Linked DNA regions of Mus musculus: region 2 is linked to region 1. A link is a contact called in public Hi-C data. All regions are on one chromosome and are shown on one strand. Each heading gives the region's core, a stretch centred on a gene start, on an enhancer-like site or on the middle of the called end of the contact. The rest is flanking DNA. Distances are from core to core; before and after follow the strand shown. Region 1 holds the start of Jph2 (junctophilin 2). Region 2 overlaps L3mbtl1 (L3MBTL1 histone methyl-lysine binding protein).

Evidence for each region. Hi-C and Micro-C count contacts between places; a contact is called where the count stands out from the background.
Region 2: a Hi-C map of liver shows a contact between it and region 1, with 3 times the contacts expected there. The contact joins the enhancer-like site here to the promoter of Jph2 in region 1. A contact is called at or near these places in 12 of 39 promoter capture datasets (the 3T3-L1 cell line, the C10 cell line, the HPC-7 cell line and 8 more), 10 of 484 Hi-C or Micro-C datasets (the G1E-ER4 cell line, the N1E-115 cell line, cortical neurons and 3 more) and 1 of 115 datasets of contacts at active chromatin or transcription factors (embryonic midbrain).

The regions. Positions count from the first base shown.
Region 1 is chr2:163,396,004-163,400,165 of GRCm38.p6, forward strand. It overlaps Jph2 (junctophilin 2), which reads right to left and starts at 1,970. Exons shown (of 6, transcript NM_021566.2): 1 at 1,145-1,970. The coding sequence starts at 1,523.
Region 2 is chr2:162,971,764-162,975,925 of GRCm38.p6, forward strand. L3mbtl1 (L3MBTL1 histone methyl-lysine binding protein) reads left to right here. Exons shown (of 23, transcript NM_001081338.2): 23 at 2,625-4,162. The coding sequence ends at 2,759. Among named protein-coding and RNA genes, the nearest start is that of Sgk2, 14 kb to the right of the region's middle. Within about 2 kb of position 2,063, at least 84 of the 459 cell types and tissues checked have an H3K27ac peak or open chromatin away from gene starts, as enhancers often do. A contact at or near this core is called in the N1E-115 cell line, hippocampal neurons and liver, where this site is marked.

The sequences.
Region 1 (4,162 bases), core at 720-3,219:
CCAAGTCACACCTGCAGGTAAGGTAAGGCCATTTCCCAGTGTTCTTTTGCCTCAGAAAACTCCTCTTTATCTTATGACATTCTCTGACTCTCTTTACGTCCGTCCCCTCTCTGCTGGGATAGTCTCCATCTCCTACTCTTGCGATCACACCTCCCTCACCAAAAATCTAGCTCAGGAGTCATGTTCTGAAAGCCTTCCCCCTGCCCCTCAGATGTGTCTGCCCTTTCCTACCACCACTCTATCATGTTTGAGTGAGATGCTAGCCGGCCTGCCTATCTTTGAAGCCAGAGTCTATGTCCTTTTTGTATCTCATCATTTGGGCAATAACAGACAAATAGGAGGTCCCACCAAAATATGCATTGAAAAAGGCTGGGGATATGGAGCAATTGTCTAGAAATATGTGGTGAATGAAAGAATGTATGAGTAAATGGATGGATGGATGGATGGATGGACAGGTAAATAGCTGCTGGGTGGGTGGATGTATTGATCAATGGATCCATGGATAGGTGAGTTGGTGGATGAATGGATGAATAGGTAAATAGCTGCTAGGTGAATGGATGAAGGGATGGATGAATGAGTGGGTGGGTGGGTGGGTGGGTAGACAGGTAGATGTAAGCTGGGTAAATGCAAGAAGGGATGGGTGGGCTGGTGGATGGGATGGGTGAGTAGACGGATGAGTGAATGGGAGAAGGATGGATGGGTGGATGTGTGGGTGGAGGGATGGGTGGATGAAAGTTGGGTGGTTGGATGGATAGATGGATGGAGAAACGAATGAATAAACACTCTTATGATCTACCCCGTGAAAATTTTTTCATAGCAAAGTTGAGGCCAGCCCCCAGTTCTGCTAAAACACAAGCTAAAATCTAGCTGCTTACATACCTCGAGAGTAAAGAGAAGTGATTACATCCTATCAAGTGTCCATCTGTAGGACAGCCTTGTACTCTTCAGTCCTGCTGGTCCTCAAGAACTGCCTTAGTGCCCTACCTTTTCTGATAAGAAAATGGATACAGAGAGGCAGAGTAGCTTACCCAAAGCCACACAGGAACTATCACCTTAGACCATCTATTTCTTTGCCAACTACACTGCTGTTCCCCACCGTCCCTTCAGGACCCCCCTCAAGCTCTGCGGGATGAGCAAGACTCACCTCCGTCTGCGTAGGTCTCCGTGCCATAGCCGTCCTGTAGGCCGTTATTCCAAGTGCCCTCGTACTTGGCACCACTGTTTGTGCTCTGCCGGATTCCGTAGCGCCCCTTAAAGCCATGCGTCCACTCCCCCTTGTAGAGCCAGCGCCCCTTGGTCTCTATGCCAAGCCCATGTCGTTTGCCCTGGCTCCAATATCCCTCAAAGGTATTCCCACTGGGCCAGGTATAGACGCCTGCCACTTCAAAGCCAAAATTCCAGGAGCCCGAGTATTCACCCTGGCCCTTGGGGCCGGTGCACAGTCCGTGCCCGTGTGCCTTTCCCCCTTCCCAGCCCCCACAATACGCCCCGCCATCATCAAAGTCAAAGCGGCCCCCGCTCATCTCATCCTCGCTCCTGACAACTCCTCCGTCCTCCAGCTTGGGCGTAGGGGTACCTGATGTTCTCCAGGCACCTTCAGGTTGAGCCCCTAGACTCACCACCGGGCTAGAGGTGGAAAAAAGCAAGATGCCAACAGAGGCAGCAAAAGCCCAAAGGCCAAGTCAGCAGTGGGGGCGCTGGTCAGTGCCATGGCTGGGAGGCCTCCTCAGTCACCCCAACAAGGCAGCAACTTGAAAAGGAAGCCGACCGAAGAGACTCCAAGTTCCCACAAAGCGTCCCAGGTCCAGCTTCCATGGAGTCTGGTGTGCTCTCCTTAAGAAAAGCAACGAAAGGAGTTGAGGGGTCCTGTCTTTTCAAAGAGGGACAGTTCCCGGTTTAGCAGCCCAGCCGAGGCTAAATTGTCGCCACCCACCCTGAAGCAGCCGCTGGCCCCCTTCTCATCCACCCCAGTGGGCATGCGGCTCAGATCTCCCAGCTGCCCCGCCCCTTCTCCAGCCCTGCCTTCCTCCCAGGATAGAAAGGTCAGTGTTGCCCTAACAAGGCCATTGGATCTCAGAAGCTGCTCCCAAAATAACCCCCTGGCTGGCCCAGCCTCCTTCAGAGCCGGAGGGAGGGAGGGGGGCTTCCAATCCGCTGGGCCTGCAGACCCAGGCAGTGGCCCGAGGGGGCTGAGCAGGAAATCTGAGAACGAAGTGTGGACAGCTTAGCTACTTGGTGGCTTGCCTTCTTGTGGATCAGAGCTGCCTCCCATCTAGAAGTCCCCAGGTTCCGCAGGCAGGGAGAAGAGACGGAGACCAGCAGACCATCTTATCCAGGGCCACTTTGTATCCCCAGAGTTCAGGGGGTGGCAGACATGGGGCCCTACCACTTCGAGCATGCCGAGGCAGGACCTGGGGCTTTGGTCCCTCTGCCAATCCCATTGAAGAATCCAGTGACCTACAGAGAAAGGAATGGAGGACGGTTGCACATATGCCTTTGAAAGCAGAGTGGAACTCAGAATGATCAGAGAGGGTCTAACCAGGGTGCAAACGCAAACAAGCAGGCATTCTGGGCTTACATTTTCTACCCCAGCCCTAGCTCAGAAAACTGGGGGAGAACCCTGATAAAGGGAACTAGTTCAGGAGGCAGGGGATATGGATCAGTTGATAAAGTACTTGTCATGCATTCGAACCCCAGAACCCATGAGAGGGGGTTGGGGGAGTGTAAAGCACTTCTAGGGCTGACAGTCCTCAGCCAAGACCACGGTGTCTTCATTGTCTTGGAGATGTATTTCTTCTTACTAGAAGTTGGTGGAGACCTGGGTGCTAGAAATTCACCAAAGCCTTTTGCTCCTGCCACAGGAGCCGCTGAAGCCTGGCCTTATGTGCTCTTAAGGAGCTGGGGCAGAAGCAAGCTTGGGAAGGGGAATATTGCAAAAATAACGATCCTGAATATTTCTAAAATGAATCTCACTCCACCACAGCCCACAGCCTGTGTGAGGAGTGCAGAGGGGAGGAAAGTCTCCTTCCTGCTCATGGAAGTGTGTGTGTGTGTGTGTGTGTGTGTGTGTGTGTGTGTGCGTGTGTGTGTGTGTTCATAACATGGCTGGAATGGAGGAAGGTTAGAAATCACCGAAGAAAGAAAGAAAGAAAGAAAGAAAGAAAGAAAGGAAGGAAGGAAGGAAGGAAGGAAGGAAGGAAGGAAGAAAGAGACAAAGAAAGAAACAAGGAAACAAAGAAAGAAACAGGAAACAAAGAAAGAAAAGAAGAAACTAAAAGAAAAAAGCTGAGGTCCAAGGGAGCGTGAGACAGTTATCTGACTTCTACCACGTCTGTCTGACGCATTCCCAAATCCCATGATGGTTTTGGCCACTGAACGTCACTGCATTCATTTCCTTGTTTTAGAAATGGGAAGACTGTGTTCTCTGCTTTCCACTCTGCTGATAACGGTCCCTGCTAGTTGCTGCTTCTCATGATTATGTAGCCACTGACCTTACAAAGTCCTCTTGGTCCACATTTCAGTACCAGCCTCCACACCGGCCATCATCTCGGCCAGGTGGCTGGCACCCTGTCCAGGTGGACCTTCAGCCTGATCAGGCAGTTCCCCCGCTAAAAACACCTGCCCCGCCCCCACTCTTTTCCAAACTCTTTCCAGATAGGCAGTCACAGGACAAGGAAATGGACAGTCAAATAGAAAGAGAGTGATTGTCTCTGAGAGTCCGTCAATCACTACAATGCTGATCGAGGTTAGCTGCAACCCAGGAAGGGATCCGTTCACATACATTCATCCGTGTTCACTCCCAGTAGCTCCCTGTGATGGAGCCCGTGCAGAAGAAACAGCTACAATCACAAAAACACAGATTGCACAGTCCTTCCCAGATCGATGGAGTTCAGTCCTCAAGGGAGAAGACCTGGGTGACTGCATTTGCTTTGAGCATCTCTGACTTTAAAACACTGAGAATGTTATCTATTCATTTTTAAAAGATTTATTTTTTAAAAATTATGTGTACATGAGTGCAGGTGGCCTGGGAGGCCAAGTGGTGGATCCCCTAGAACTAGGAATTACAAATGATTGTGAGCCACCTGGTGTGGATGCTGGGGACTTAACTAGAGTTCTTGGCAAGAGCAGTGCTTCTACTAAGCACAGAGCTATCTCTCCAGCC
Region 2 (4,162 bases), core at 813-3,312, 420 kb before region 1:
TATGACGGAGGTAGAGAGAGTGCACTGTGGGCTGCCTTGTGAGTCATTGTGAACTTTGGAAAGAAGGAGTAAGTTTTCACTGCAGTAGATCTAGCAGGATCCTATCCCGAGTATGTGTGTACATCCATCTGGCAGGATTGCAGAGTCAAATAGAAATCCCACCACTATACCAAAAGCCCAGTATGGGGGAGACCTCTATAAGTGGTAGTCTGACTTTTTGTGCACAGTTGTCCTTAAATAAAGAACTTTATTTGCGACTCTTTTAATTTGTAGAGTTTGAAACTGGAAGGAGCCCTTGAGTGTGTTTAAGGCTTCCTTACAAAACAACAGAGGCATTCCCTTGCAGCAGCACAGTGTGGTCTCTGGTCTTGCCCCTGTATTGCCCATCTTATCTATGCTCTCTGCGTGTCAGTCCAGACAGACTCCTACTTCTAGAACATTCTGACCAACACAGAGTAAACGCATTAAGCTCTTTCTCCCTGGAATGGCTTTTTTTTTTCTCTCATTTGCTTAGGGGTTTGGTTTGGTTTGGTTTGGTTTGGTTTGGTTTGGTTTGATTTTGGTACTTGGAGTTAAGCCCCCAGCTTCTTGCATGCTAAAACAGTCCTTTATCACTGCTCAGTAGCGATGTCCACCACCCACCCACTCCAGATGACCGAGGTGAATAGCCAATGCCACCATTTTATGAAACACGTGGACTTGAGTCCACTTCCATCAAGACAGAATATCCCCATCATACCAGAAAGTTCTGCCTCAGCCTCTTCTGGTCGGGCCTCACCCCAAAACATAACCACTGTAGATCGTCATATTTTTTTTAGCACTGTGGATTTATAGATTGGCTTTGCCTGTTCTTGAACTGTGTGCGCGGGATCAGACAGCGGTGCTCTGTGGGTCTCTCTTCGTTCCCTGTAGTGCTGTGACGTGCTGCATACACTCAGAGTTTTTCTCCACTTGATGCTCAGGGGGCAGCTCTCCTGTCCATGGACATTTAAAGGTTTCCCTCTCAGTCCCATGCCTCACAAACCCCTTGCCCTGCCTTCTCCCCCCTTCTCCCTCCCCATAGCTGGCTTTGGGGACTGGAATACACACTTCTCAGCCTTTCACACACTGGCTCCATCTGTCTGGGGATGAGGCAGCTGGAAGTAAATTGCAGACCTCACGGTCTTTCACCTCTGACCACTGTGACTCGTGACTTTTTAAAACAACGCTGTTATTGCGAAAGCAAGCAATCAGTACTAGCTTCTCTGACCTACCGACCAAGCCCTGCCCTTCCCCACATTTCTTGTCACCTCAGAACGTTTTTTAAAAAATCGTTCTTGAGCCAAATAAGGCCCATATAAATTATTTCAGGTGTTTTGTAGCCCTTCAATATCTCCTGTTCTAGGAGAGTATTCTCTTTTTTTTATTAGGTATTTTCCTCGTTTACATTTTCAATGCTATGAGAGTATTCTCTTATCTTGTCTCTCACTCTCTTTTTTTTTCCTTGTGATATATATTTTTTTAAAAAGTCTCGGAGTCAGGACCAGCAAGTTGGCTAATAAGCTGGTAAAGGTGCCTGACACCAAGCTTGAAGACCTGAGTTTGATCCCTAAAACTCCCATGATGGAAGGAGAGCGCTGACTCCTGGAAATTGCCCTCTGGCCTCCACACACGTGTAGTAATGTGCACACATTCAACACCAACACTCACATCCGTACATACACAAAGTAAATAACTTTAATAGAAGAAGGCTTACAACTAAAAATCAGATCCAAAAGCTTGTTTACATTGGAGTGTTCTCCATCTCTCTGATTTGGGGGGCAGGAATAGGTCAGAGGTTACAGTGAACCCCATGCGATAGCCCTCAAAATCCCCAGCTTGCTGTTAGTCGCCCTGAGCTTGACAGGTGGGTCCCCACAGGCAGCTGTGGGGTTTCTGTTGTCTTTGTTTTTGTTTGTCTTTGCTCTCTTTTGGCTTCGGGCGGTTCACAAATGCTAGATCCCACGCGTAGATATGGAAGCTGTTGCCCCGGTTACAAAGTGAGTCCAGGCAGTGTTTTTAAAGCTGATGACTAATGAGTGAAGCCGCTCAGACCAGGAGCCAGGATTGCTCCTGAGACGGGCGAGCGTGCAGTCTGTGCAACAATATCCTGGGGCCCTGTGCTTAGAAGGACCTGGCAGCTGGCTTGGTGCTCTGCTGCCACTATTTTGAAATTCTTGCAAACTTTCAAACAAGAAGCTCCGAGTTGTCGTTTGGTAGCAAGCCCCACAACTGTGTCAGCAGCAACTGTTTTCTCGAAGCTACTGTCTGTAAGGGCTCCAAAGACGCTTTTCCAGTGTACATGTCTGACACAGAGCAGTCAGCAGAAAGACAAAGAAAAGCTGAATGTGTGTGGTGCGGGGGACCAGGCTTCTTGCGTTCCTTCTCCGCCCCCATTGTTGTCTTCCTTCTCTCCTTTTTCCCTCCCTTGTCTTTTCTTTTTGCCCTCCCTCCCTTCCCTACCCACCACATGCCCTTTCTCCCCTCCCCCTACTTCCCACCATATCTGCCCCTACCTTCCTTTCACCTCACCCCCACCACCACACCTGACCTCCCCCCCCCATACCTTCCCCCCCCATCTCCTTCTCACTCTCCCACCCCCTCAGATGATTGACGGCGAGGCCTTCCTTTTGCTGACACAGGCGGACATTGTGAAGATCATGAGTGTCAAGCTAGGCCCAGCCTTGAAGATCTATAACGCCATTCTCATGTTCAAAAACACTGACGATGCCTTTAAGTGACTGGTTGGGGGCGGGGAAGTGGGGGCTCCTCCCATCCTCGCGGGGCTCCCTCTGCAAATGGTGCTTCTCTCCCAACTTGAGTTCTGCACCCCTGCCCTCACTGTCTGACTAGATGTGCGGGAGCAGAGGAGCCTGGGGAAGCAGGTCTCAGCCCTCGGTCCTAGAGTTCAGTTGCCCCGGGGAAGGTGTGACTAAACCGAGACCTGACTGATATAAGGGCCGCAGGTATCCTGGCTGGGGTAGCCTACAGCTTTAGCCACCTTGGTTATTGTCTTAGGAATTAGGAGGAGCTAGGTAGGGTAGGCATCCTCTATTCAGACCTATGTCGCTTTTTGGCATCTCTATGTCCTTTCTCCTCCTTGGCCCATCTCCTCCTACGAAGAACTGGCCATGACCTTGGTGTGCACATTTTACACATGATAGGCGCCTCCCTCCCTGTCCGCTGTTGGCTGTATACCCTTGCTCCCCGTTCATGGTCCAGCCAGGCCCCATGGCTCTCTTCCCCCATAGATGCTTAAGACTCAGAAATATGGGAGCATCTTACTAGGAGCCTCTGGCTGTCTTCTCCCTTTTGCCTCTAGGCAGAGATTGAGAGCCCAGGCACCACCTTCCTGAACACGTTCAGTTCAAGATCACTCGGCGTTGAAGTGGGCAGTACGGAGTGAGCAGATGGTTAGAGCCCATGTCCTAACAAGCAGGGCCTAAGTTCCCTGCTGCTGTCTCTATTGGGTGTGGGGGGAGATGAAGTCTGCCCTGGCAAGCGGTCCTGACTAGGACGTCAGACACACTGGAGGCTTTGACTAGCTCCAGAAAGCGTGATGGCTGTATCATTTTCTCTGACTGTGGCTCTCAGCCAAGATAGTGCACATGAGGGAGAGGCCCCTGCCAGCCCAGCCTCCTGCCAGGAGGGTGTAGCACTGGCTAGCACACAACCACTATGGCATCACATTCACTCTGTCCCTTAAACATTTCTCATTCTGCTCTCGAGTCTAAGGAAAGCCGCTTATGGTGGAGTTGGAAAGGTCCCCTCTCCTGTCTCTGACCTCCCTGGCCCTTCTTGCCAGTCTCCAACAGTCTCTCACTGCCAGCTAGGTTCCTGCTGGGGCTCTGGAACTCGAACCTTTCTGTCCAAGTGGAGGTTCGGCCTCCACTCAATTACTGCCAAACCCACCTCCCAGCCTAAGTGGGGAGGGAACCCAGGAGGGAGCCGCCCCTCCAATAGGTGGGAGCATGTGCCAGGCTTCAGTTCATCTGGTGCTGAGGTGGACCTACAGGCTGAAGAGCAGGGTTGTCCCCCAGTCCAGTATACTTATAGGTTATGTGGTATGTGTCTTTCCGTGTGTGTGTGTGTGTGTGTGTGTGTGTGTGTGTGTGTGTGTGTGTGTATCTTTCCATGTGTGTGT